4 separate regions of the Mus musculus genome follow, and all the other regions are linked to region 4. Evidence: chromatin contacts called from public promoter capture Hi-C data. All regions are on one chromosome and are shown on one strand. Each heading gives the region's core, a stretch centred on a gene start, on an enhancer-like site or on the middle of the called end of the contact. The rest is flanking DNA. Distances are from core to core; before and after follow the strand shown. Region 1 holds the start of Spire2 (spire type actin nucleation factor 2). Region 2 holds the start of Ccsap (centriole, cilia and spindle associated protein). Region 3 holds the start of Spata2l (spermatogenesis associated 2-like). Region 4 holds the start of Zfp469 (zinc finger protein 469).

Region 1 (2,700 bases), core at 48-2,547, 1.1 Mb after region 4:
CAGAAACCATTCTATGAGCCGGCCAACCAGAAACACCCTGGCCTCATCAGTGGGCGCTGTCAGCACACACTTGGTACTGTGTGACTCAGACTTTCCTTAAACTACTTGGATACAGGCTCTCATTCCTAACATAAGCAAGGAATGAGTTTCCTTGTGGGAGGTTCCTACTGTTCCTTCCCTACTGAGGTAGCCCTTGAAGTTTCTGAGGATTAGGGAAGAAGAGCCAGAGTTCCAGGTTGTCTGCACAATGTATCCTGAGCAGAGAGAACCTTCCCTTTCATTTCCTCTTCTCCAGTGTCCTTTGGTTCCGCTTAAATCTGTTGTGTCTCATAAGCTTGAGAACTGGTTGAAGGATGTCACACTCGCCCAGATATTGATTATAAACACTTTCAGGCAAAATTCATTTGTATCCTTTCTTTCCAATTGAAGACTAAGAATCCAGAGGAGATTGTCAGCCAGCCCTACACCAAGTCTCTCTCTTACAATTATGTCCCAGCCTTGTGCTTCCTAGGCGATAGTTCTACCGCAAAGCAAAGCCCGAGACCAACTGCCTTGTTATCATTTATCTCCCAGCTGTGTCTTCTCGCTCTGTTCTTCTCAACCGTCGTAAAGATGGCTGAAACTACTTTCAACAAAGCTGTGTGCTGTGCTTAGCTTGTTAACACTTTTGATGTGCCTTGGAATGAAGGCAACACACTCTGAGAATGAGGTGTTGTGTTAGCTCGGTCACATTGTTTGTCACTAAGACACTAAGGGTTTGAAGCTGATCCTTTCGAGCAGAAAAAAAGGACCATTTATGAAGTACTTCATCCCTGAAGGCTTGCATCATCTTTGAGCCAATCACACTATAGCGACCTCCTAAGGTCCAGGCCTTCCACAAAGACCATCACAGGCACTGTCTGCTTTAAAGAGCCAGAGCCAAGGGAGCGCGTGTACGTGTGCCTCTGTGTGTGTGTGTGTGTGTGTTCGTGTGCAAGGTCCCCATCATGCTTAACCCCACCCCTCTTCAGTCAGCTTTTCCTCCTCGCACCCCCAACCGGTTTCTAACAAACCTTAGTCCTCTCTTGTCCTGCACCCTCCCTCTCCGGCTGCCCCTCCTAGCTCTGCCCCTCCCCCTGGCTCGCCCCTCCCTACCGGTCTTCCCTTCCCTCCCCGCCCGGCCCCGCCTCTTTGACCATTAGCCTCCTCCTCCTCCATCAGCCCCCGCCCTCACCTGCATCTGCCCGCGAGGGGCGGGGCCGGAATGACAAAGCACACGGGCGGCGCGGGACCCGCCCCCTCGCTCGGCGGTGCGTCGCCCCGCTGTTATGGAGACCCGCCGCGCGCGCGGGCGGCGATGATGGGCGGCCATGGCCCGGGCGGGCGGCGGCGGCGCAGCAGCTCCCGAACGCGCGGGGGGCGCGGCGCGGCCCGAGCCGTGGGAGCTGTCCCTGGAGGAAGTGCTGAAGGTGTACGAGCAGCCCATCAACGAGGAGCAGGCCTGGGCGGTGTGCTTCCAGGGCTGCCGCGGGCTGCGGGGCGAGCCGGGCGGCGTGCGGCGCATCCGGGACACGGCAGACATCCTCCTGCGTAGGGACGGTTCGGTTGGCGCGCGGCTGGAGCCCGGTAAGGCGCACCGGAGTGGGTGGGGGTGTGGCCGGCGCGGCGGGCGAGCGGGCGGCCGCTGAGGGCACCCCGGTGCCAAGTGACGGGGCCTCGACCTTTCTCACATCAGCGCCCAGATAGCGCTCTACCGGACCGGGAAGGCCCCACCCTGCCCTCTGGATCTGGGACTCCTTGTCTTCCCTTCGACCTAGGAGAACCCCACAATCACACACACACACACACACACACACACACACGCAGTCTGGGATAACCCTACCAACAGCCCACTATCACACACACACACACACACACACACACACACACACACGCAGTCTGGGATAACCCTACCAACAGCCCATCGTTCTTGATGAGAAGCGGCCGGTTGGCTGCTCGCGCCCAGGGACGCTTTCCCCAGGGGAGAGTGGCTTTGGTTAAAAGCCGGAGTATCTTACGGTCAAGTCCTGAATTTCGGAAGCCTCTCCTTTAGTCAGTTCCCTTTAAGATGGTTTGGGGGAGTCTGCAGTCCTCTGGCCTTGCTCTGGCAGGGCCTGTGGGTGTTCCCGTGAAACTGGTACTCCCCTCTGGCGACACTGCAGACCTTGAGGCTACTTAGAGATGTGTGCCTTTTTCTAGGGGTAGGGAGAGCAGGAGTAATGTGCCTTGTTCTGAGTCTGTACTGAATTAATACTAATTTTTTGAGTTTAATTGTAAATGTAAGCAGAGTGTATAACCTGTGATTTAAAAAAAAAACCAAAACTTAAACAGTGAGAACCAACAATTGAGCTTTTGAAAGATTATTGTAGTCTATTCAGAGCGTTGAGTTCAGGCTCCTGTCTACTGTTCCGCCTCACTTTCCCCCTGGAGAACTGTAGTTCTAGTATGGGGCATACAGTGATAGTACCCCAAAAGTTGATACCCGGTTGGGAGCACAAAGGCAGGCTGTGTGTTTGCTGAGGGAAGGCTGGCCTCCCTCCAACCCCGAGAGCTGTGGGCTTGCAGAAATTCTCTCAGGCAGGCATCTGCGGGGGACTAGGAATGATAAGCAAGGCCAAAGAGAAGCAAAGGACAACAGCTGCCTCTGGAGCAGGAAGGGCCCATTGTGCGCACAGAGGAGCC
Region 2 (2,700 bases), core at 162-2,661, 1.6 Mb after region 4:
TGTCAGGTTTTCATATGGAACACACAGATAGATAGCAGGTAACCTCTTCAAACCACAGTGGGAAAGGAAAAGCAGGTTTGCTCGTCCCAATAAAAAAAAACCTCACAGTTAGCAAGGGCTCAGTTTTCATATTAATACCTGGGAGACATGCTCACCGCCCCCACCACCTTCTGCCACTTTCCCTAATTTCTAACCACATCACTGAAGCATCAGAATGGTCGTCATAAGCGACCAGATGACACAAGGCGGCCCAGCCATGCAAGAACTGAGAATAGGCAAACATAGTAACCAAGAGCAGGGAAATCCGACCCTTTCAGACTCCGACCATGGATCCCAAGCTCCCATGGCTTTGTTTACAAAACTGAGATTAAAAACAAAGGGCCCATCATATGACTTTGAAGGTCGAATGAGAAAATACATATTCCTAGACCAGTCACTGAGAAATAACTTTTTCACCACTGGACTCTCAGAAGAGTTCAGAGAGGTGGCTGGCAACCATAGTGATCTACAGTTGTACTGAAGTACTGCCCTGAGTCCAGGCAAACCCCAGGGCTCTCTGCTGACAGCCCCACTCCGCAACGGCGGGAAAGTGGCTCACAGCGTATACAAAGAGGGGTTCGTCCACAAACAAACGCATACCATTCTTCAGAGACAGCGAGACCAGGCCTTCAAGGCGTTCACACTGACAACCATGACCCCATTATGACAGCTCGGGCGTTCTTAACTTCAGTCGGTCATCTTTGGAATGAAAAGCTCCTCTCGCCAAACAGGATGCGCAGAAACAAACAGATCCGCCATCTGGTGGATCGAGGGCTCACTGAGCGGGCCACTGCCTGCGACCAAGGACCCCAACCAGGGTCATATGAGTTGGAGGTCATAAAGGGCTCCGCCAAGAGTCACCAAATTAGGGAAACCTGGGGTGGGAAGGTGGAAATGCGGCCCGCACCTTCCCCGCTTAGTTCAGCAAGCGGATTCTGTCAACCCCAATTAAACCAAAACAGGAAGCGCTGAGAACGGAGCAACGCGCTGTGCCCGTACCTGGTAACACTGTGTCCTGCTCCTCCGCGTCCCGCAGCTCCGCGCCGCGCTCCCCCACCGGCTGCTCCTCCTCCCGCGCGGAGGGCGCCGAGGGCTCCCCTAACGCGCCCCTGGGGGCCGGACTGGGTGAAGCCGAGCTGTCCGAGGGGCTGTCCGGGCCCCAGGCGTCCCAGAGCCAGGGCGCGTGCGCTTGCTCCAGCAGCCGGCGGCCCAGGCGGTAGCGCAGCAGCTCGCGGTAGCACGGCGCGTATTCGTCCCAGCGCGGCTCCCGATAGCGCTTCATATACTCGCTCTTCACCCCGCTGCCCGGGGACATGGTGCCGCGCGCCGCCGACTGCCTGCTCCGCGCTGCCGCCTACGGGTGCGACGGACTCAGAGGCGCGGCCCGCCGCGCGGTTCAAACCCGGAGCCCCGCCCGGACTGGAGGGCGGAGGCTGGGGCAAGGAGGGGCGGAGAGGGGGCGGGTCTGTGACGGGTGTTTCTGGGAGAGGGCGTTCCTAGCGGGGGCGGAGTTCCGGGCTGGGAAGGCCCCTAGTTCAGGTAATAGCGGGGGCGGGGTTTCAGGAGGGATTCCAGGCGACGCGACCTATCTAGATGGAATGATAGGTGGTCACCAGGGGTCTGCTCCACTCGGTAGAGGTGGAGACCACCGGACTCAAGGTGACGGGACAGGGGATCTTAGGTCCCCAGACACCCTCCTGGGCGAGGAGTCGGGGACTCTAGGAGCAGCGTCCTTACCTCCTGCCTGTTCTATCCTCCGCTCTCCGGAGGTCAGCTGAGATCGTGGCGCAGCAGCTATAGCGCGAACAGCGTTTCTCCTTGCGCGTCCTCCACCAAGATGTCGCCGATGGAGCGGTGGCTCCGCGGTCCTACAGCAGCCGGAGACGAAGGCGCCGCCCTAGCCTGAAGCCTGCACCTCCCCGCGCGCCCGCCGGGCCCCCGCCCGCTCCTGCGCCCGCGCCTGGGGCGCTGCTGTGAACCCCCAGCTCGTTCGCCCACTCGCTACTGGGGGCCTCGCGAGGAGGCTTCAGCTCTAGATGCAACCTGAGCAACCAACACCTAGCCGAGGACCAAATCCTGTGTCCCGATTCCTTCCTCTTTTCACAACGCCCGGGTTCTCAGGCCTTAGTGATTTTTTTATTGTTGTTGTTAATGATGTTGTTGATGTTGCTATTTTAATACATTTCCCTCCTCTGCCCCCTTTTTGAGACAAATCTCATGTTACCAAGGCTGGTCTAGAACTCATTCCAGAGCCCAAGCTGGTCTTGAACTCCTGATCCTTCTCCGCCAACCTCACAAGTGCTGGAATTAGCAGGTATGAGCCGCCTCACCTGCCCTTGCCTTTTATAACTTACTAGAGGCCAACTTTTGTAAAAATAAATAAATAAAATAAAATAAAGCCTAGGGCCTGCTCAAGGACCTGGTGCAAATGTTTGGCTTGGGCTCTAATGGACAGGGTCGCAGGGTTGTTACTGTTGCAATCCTGCTCTACAGATGGCTTTTGTAAAAGGAAGCATTGATGCAATCGCTGCAGAAAGATTTGAAAGGACAGGCATCCAGGAAGGATCACACTAAAAAAAAAAAGAAAGAAAGAAAAAGAAGGAAGGAAGGAGGAAGGAAGGAAGGAAGGAAGGAAGGAAGGAAGGAAGAAAAAAAAGTAGG
Region 3 (2,700 bases), core at 74-2,573, 1.0 Mb after region 4:
TGACAGAACTGAATGAAAGTCCTGAGATCTCAGGTATTCCCGTGGAGCAGCAGGCTGGTGGGGTGTGGAGGGGGAGACGTTACCATGACAACCGGTGGAGGTTTACCTCGCCCACGTGCATTCTGACGTCATTGCCTTCCCACTCAAAATTAGCTCAGAGCGGCCCTACCCCCTCTAAGTGGTCTGCCATCTGACCTAAGGACTAGGCCAGCCCTGGACCTGGCCGCCTAACCTGGACCCAGGCAGGAATAAGATCCCTGCTGTTCTGATCTGCTGTTCTCTTCCCAGTCTTAGCAGCCTCCTTTTACAGATGGGGACCAGTCCACATCTTAGAGGAGTTAGGATGACCATAGGACATCAAGTACCTCCCTCACCCACCCACGTCTACCCTAGAATTTCCATGGCAACTAGGGCAGTGAGACTACTTTGAGGACAGCCATATAAGTTCTAGGTGAATGACTGGTAGGCATGCATCCCAACACGCCCACGAGCCCTCAACGCAGAACCCTCCCCTGAAGAGGATCTGCAGCCCTCAAACAGCCTGGACAAGGACGGGAGTGAAGGAGCACCACTGATGCCATACCTTGATAGTGGTGAACTCCTTTCTCCAGGGCAGCAGGTACAGGTGCACAGCGGCCAGCTCTAGGAGCTCAAAGGCGCGGGCCAGATCTTGGAGGGCCGGTGCCAGGTCAGCCCGCCCCCACAGGCCATCAGTGAACAGGGCTAGCGCATCGTCCTGTAGCGCCCCGTGCAGGTCAAAGTCTTCCACCAGAATCTGCCAGAGCACCGCGCGCAGCGAGGGGTCGCCGCAAACGCCCGCGCGGCCGCGCCGCAGCTCGCGCTCCAGGCACTGGCGATAGTCCTCGGACAGTGAGCTGCTGCCCATCCTGATCAGGTCCGGGATGAGGTGTCAAACTAGAGACCATGTCATCTCAGCTGTGTGTGCGACTCTCAACCCCGCACCCAGCAAGCCCAGGGCTCCCTCCAACCTGGAAATAGGGACCTTGGCAGCTTAGCCAACTCTCGGAATCTATGGTCCCTGAGACGTGGACGCTGACAGCTCAGTGACCACAGTATTTGTAGCCTCCCCTCCCCAGGACACCTTCAGCCCCGCTTGCTGAGCGTCCTCGTATCAACAGCTCCGCTCCCACTAGCTGAACCTCTTGCAGCCAGAGCCCCTCTCCCACTGACGGTCCCCGTGGGCGGCGGTGCTACCTGCTAGTCGCCAGCTATTCCAGAGAGCTCCGCTTGGGCCTGGGTCTCTCCTCGCTCTTCCGCAGAAAGTCAAGCCCGCCCCTTGGCCTTGGTCGTGACGTTGGTGGGCGAGGCTGGAGTCGGGTGCCGCCCTTTCGGCTAAGTAGGAGGGTGGAGGTGTAGGCGTGGCCTGGGCGAAGCTGGGCGTGGCCCTCCCCTGCAGCTCACCTTTTGAAGTTCTCTCAGATTCACTAGTTAGTCTTTCAGCTAGTCTGAGTGGGAGTACACAGTGGGTGTATGATCACTGGTCGCCAAGATGTGCCTAGCGGAACCGGTCTGAACCAGGCTGGACTTTGGCTCCTCAAGCCAACCCACAGAATAGCCAAATACCGGCTAGGCGGGGCCTGTCTTGGCAGATCATGGACCAAAGGAGGTCAAACACACGTATTTAAGTACAATTTAAAACGGGTGGGGTGGTGGACTGCCCAGTGGGTATGAGCACCTGCGTGGCAGCTCATTTTTTTGTCTTTAACTCCAGTTCCCAACATCCACTTCTGGCCCCTGCATCTGGTGTTTTTGATGCACATGCATGCAAACAAAATAATTATAAATAATAGAACGGGAGGTCCTTCGGACTGCCTCTGCAGGCTTTGTTTCCTGGTCTCTGGCACTTCATTTCTTAGTCCCTGAGAAAGTCGGTTAGGGAGTATTTGAGGCAGGATGAATGTATTCACCCTCCAGGACAAGGTGTTCCTTAAGTGTGTGACCTACAGACCTTCAAAACTGACCGGGATCCTGAAATCCAAGAATTGGTCTGGGTGACCTCAGGGAAACTGTTAACCTCAACTTGCTGTGGTCTTAGGCAACTCACTCAGGACCGAAGGCACCTTCTCCTTAATCTTAAACCCTAAGCTTCGTGTAAGCAGTAGCTTTTGCTTCATCCACTTCTGGGCAGCCTGCACCCTCGATCTCTCCAGCTCACCAAGCCTAGGCCAAGTTTGATCAAATAGAACCTGGCATAGGGGAGGTATCTGTCTTCTTGAATTTCTCACAGTCAAAGGACTTCAGATCGTGTAACTAAGCAGGCCACAGTCCCCAGGTGCCCTGCTGGCTATCACTGAACATAGAGGTCTTTTGTTGTGAGCTCACCAATCCAAAGGGGAACCTTGGTTGGCTTTCGAGGTTGCTTCAACTCACAGTGACATAGTTTAACTTCTGACAAATCATAAAGATTCCATGCTTGCCTTGTTTCAAGACAAGCCTGGATCCCGCCTGCGGCAGAACAAGGGGATTAACAGAAAAAGGAAGAGGCCTTGGGGGCAGGGGTGTGACCCTGAGGTAGAACAATTGCTTGCTTTGTGTAAGGTCCCCAGGTTCAGTCTCTAGCATTGCAAAAAATTATGTTACACTAACGTCGAAGCTAATGTTCACCTGCAAAAGTGTTCTTTTCTTCTATTTGTAACTTGTAAATTATTCTGGATTGGGATGAGCCTTGAACTAACGATA
Region 4 (2,700 bases), core at 175-2,674:
CCCTTCGGGCTCACTCACTGTCACATGCCACACTGCACAGTCCCAGGAAGATCAGCTTTGCCCTGCAGCACACTGCAGCTCAGGGCCATTCACAAGTGAGTGGTTCAGCATAGGCCTTGGGACCTGCCCAAGGCCAGGAGTTTCCCAGGAAGCATCCTGGAAGCCTGCGCCCAGCCTTGCTTTGCATGATAAAGGTGTTCCCAGGAGTGAAACTGGAACTTCTGAGTGGCAGCTAGACCTACTGGGGGTGGGAGCTGTGGAAGGGCTCTTTCTGACAGGGTCTCTTTCCGTGAAGTACCCCCGCCTGTTGAGAAGCCCACAGATCAATGGTCAGTGATCCAGTTCATCTAAAGTGGAGTCAGTGATCTTCTCTCTCTCAGGACCTGGGGCTGTGAGCTCACATCGTGTACGTGTGTGCGTGGAGACCAGAGGTCGGCTTCAGGTGCTGTCCGCTTTGTTATGGAGACAGGTTACCCTGGAGCTCACCGAGTAAATTAAGCTGCCTGGCCAGCTAGCCCCAGGGATCTGCCTGGCTCTTGCTTCCCCAGCACTGGGTTCAAATACACGCCACACCTTGCCTTTTTACTCAATGCTGGGGCATTGAACCCTCATGCTGAGCTGAACATCTTAACATAAGCTCTTCCAGCTGTGTGGCCTCTGGCAGATTCCTGATCTGTGAAGCTTGGGTTCATGTTAGATGTGGCATTTTGTCAGATGATCTTAAAGGTGCCCCTCCGTCTCTAGAGACCTAAATAGCTCCTTCGGTCCCCACTACGTTCCAGTGTGCTCATCCCCAGGCTGGATGATGGCCCAGTAGGAAGCCACCAAGGTTGATGACTTCGAGCTCTGTGTTATGACAGAAGCCCGCTGGACATCTACTCCAGGCCGCAGCACCTTAGAGTGTCAGACTTATGTACTGGGGGGTAGGGGGAGGCTTAACCTGAATTTTCCCCTAAACAGGTGTCAGCTATGGCCCGGGCCCTAACCTTCCGGGACAGAAGCCAGAGGAAGAGGTTTAGTTGCTTTTGGTGGCCCAGGGACTGGGAGGAGCGAAGGATGGATAGAGCTGCGACTGGAAGCCACACGGTGGAATGGTGGCAGCCGTTTCCGAAGTTGCGCTGAAGCCAGGCTTTCCGCCCAGCGGCGTGCCAGCTGTAGAACTGGCCAAGGAGCGTGTTGTGGGGGGAGAGGGTTGGTGACCGGGGAGAGAGTTTCCCACCAGGCCGGCGTGGCTAGGTGGATCACATGAAACCAACACCTAGGAAAAGCCGTGCTAAAAATAGCCGGGGCGGGGCGGGGGGGGGGGGGGGCGCAAGCGTGTAACCCAAGCCGGGGCGCTGCTGTGCGTCCGGCCTCCGCGCGAGCGCTGCCCGCGGACCGGCCCGGGAGGCGGCCCTCTGCTCGCACCCCGCCCCAGGCGCAGCGCGGCGGCTCGGTGCCCGGCGGACGGGCGGGCGGGCGGCCGGGGCGCTGCGGGCGGGGATGAGCGCTGGGGCTACGCGGTCCGGGCGCGGGCGCCCCGCGCGTCCCGGGAACTGGAGCTACGCGCGGCCGGGGCGGAGGTGAGTGCGCGTCGCTGGGGTGATCAGGGACGGGTGCGGTCACCGCGCTGCCCTCCAGGCGCACGGCTGGCCTCGGGTTCCGACACACGGTGAGACGAGCTGCAGGCGCCGAGTACCGAACTCGGGGCTGCCTGGCCCAGCCCCTGAGAGAGCTGTTGGGGATGTCGCCCGCGAGTTGCGAAGCACAGAGCAAGCATCACCAGAGCCCAGGGGAGTCGGAGCCACGGGGCTGCGGGAGGTGAAGCGGTAACTCATTCATTGCGACTTGGAACCGTTCGTATGCTACTCCACCGCCGCCCGCTCGGGACCCCCTAAGGTCTGATTCCGCGGGCGGGATGGGGTCCGGCTAGCGGACTTGAGGGTCACCACGCTCTTGCTTCCGCCAGGAGGCCCATCGCGCCCCCACCCACCCTGTGCTTTGGGGCAGCTCCGCTGGAGGAGTCCACGGAGTTAAGCTAAGCCGACCGCGGAGACACTGCGCCCCTCGTGGCGATGGTGGGAAGGGGAGGGTATCGTAGCGGGATTCAATCGGACTTCCAGTGGCGGCCTGGACCCTGTCCTGCACCCGAGACCCCAGGGTAGAAGCAGGGATGTGCATAGCAGACAGGAAAGCGGAACAGCCGGGCTGCTGAGTGGGGCTCGGGCTCCAGCTGAGACAGTTGATGGCTTTTCTTCGGGCTCCTCTGAGCCGGCTGTGTGGGGACTGTGCCACGTGTTACTACTGCATTTAATCTTCCTAGTGAAATGGGTGGAACCCCGTGCTCTAGATGAAGAGGGTCAGAGTGGCCTGTGTTGCACAGCTGGAAAGCAGCAGAGGTGCTGACAGTCCAGAGCCACACTGCCAGTTGACTCTGGTCCAGTTCCCCCTGTTAGAGGGACAAAGGTGTGTCGAGGCCTCTGTGTCCTGCACTGTCCCAACCGTCTTTACTCAGCCAACACCCAAGTCCGGAAAATAACAGACAAGCGGGCAAAATGCTTGGGCATATTGACGGGGCCAGTCGGGGAGAGCAGCAGCTGGCCAGCAGTCCCTTCAGGATGGCATAAGCTTGCCTGGCAGGTCCCTTTTGCCATAAGCTTGGCCTGGCAGGTCCCAAACAACTGGGCAGAGCCAACAGAGTGTGTCTTCCTTATTGTGAAT

What was found. Promoter capture Hi-C pulls out the DNA fragments that hold promoters and counts their contacts.
Region 1: a promoter capture Hi-C map of pre-B cells shows a contact between it and region 4, with 5 times the contacts expected there. The contact joins the promoter of Spire2 here to the promoter of Zfp469 in region 4. A contact is called at or near these places in 2 of 39 promoter capture datasets (liver and pre-B cells).
Region 2: a promoter capture Hi-C map of liver shows a contact between it and region 4, with 3 times the contacts expected there. The contact joins the promoter of Ccsap here to the promoter of Zfp469 in region 4.
Region 3: a promoter capture Hi-C map of pre-B cells shows a contact between it and region 4, with 2.7 times the contacts expected there. The contact joins the promoter of Spata2l here to the promoter of Zfp469 in region 4. A contact is called at or near these places in 1 of 39 promoter capture datasets (pre-B cells), 2 of 115 datasets of contacts at active chromatin or transcription factors (bone marrow-derived macrophages and large pre-B cells) and 1 of 9 other capture datasets (liver).

The regions. Positions count from the first base shown.
Region 1 is chr8:123,331,416-123,334,115 of GRCm38.p6, forward strand. It overlaps Spire2 (spire type actin nucleation factor 2), which reads left to right and starts at 1,298. Exons shown (of 15, transcript NM_172287.2): 1 at 1,298-1,605. The coding sequence starts at 1,350.
Region 2 is chr8:123,858,057-123,860,756 of GRCm38.p6, forward strand. Ccsap (centriole, cilia and spindle associated protein) reads right to left here and starts at 1,412. Exons shown (of 3, transcript NM_001379289.1): 1 at 1,039-1,412. The coding sequence starts at 1,354. It overlaps Gm9901 (a long non-coding RNA gene), which reads left to right and starts at 1,399. Exons shown (of 2, transcript XR_388182.4): 1 at 1,399-1,578; 2 at 1,814-2,442.
Region 3 is chr8:123,234,935-123,237,634 of GRCm38.p6, forward strand. Spata2l (spermatogenesis associated 2-like) reads right to left here and starts at 1,324. Exons shown (of 3, transcript NM_030176.3): 1 at 1,216-1,324; 2 at 584-915. The coding sequence starts at 886. 4933417D19Rik (RIKEN cDNA 4933417D19 gene) reads left to right here and starts at 157. Exons shown (of 3, transcript NR_045849.1): 1 at 157-619.
Region 4 is chr8:122,228,850-122,231,549 of GRCm38.p6, forward strand. It overlaps Zfp469 (zinc finger protein 469), which reads left to right and starts at 1,425. Exons shown (of 3, transcript NM_001362883.1): 1 at 1,425-1,562.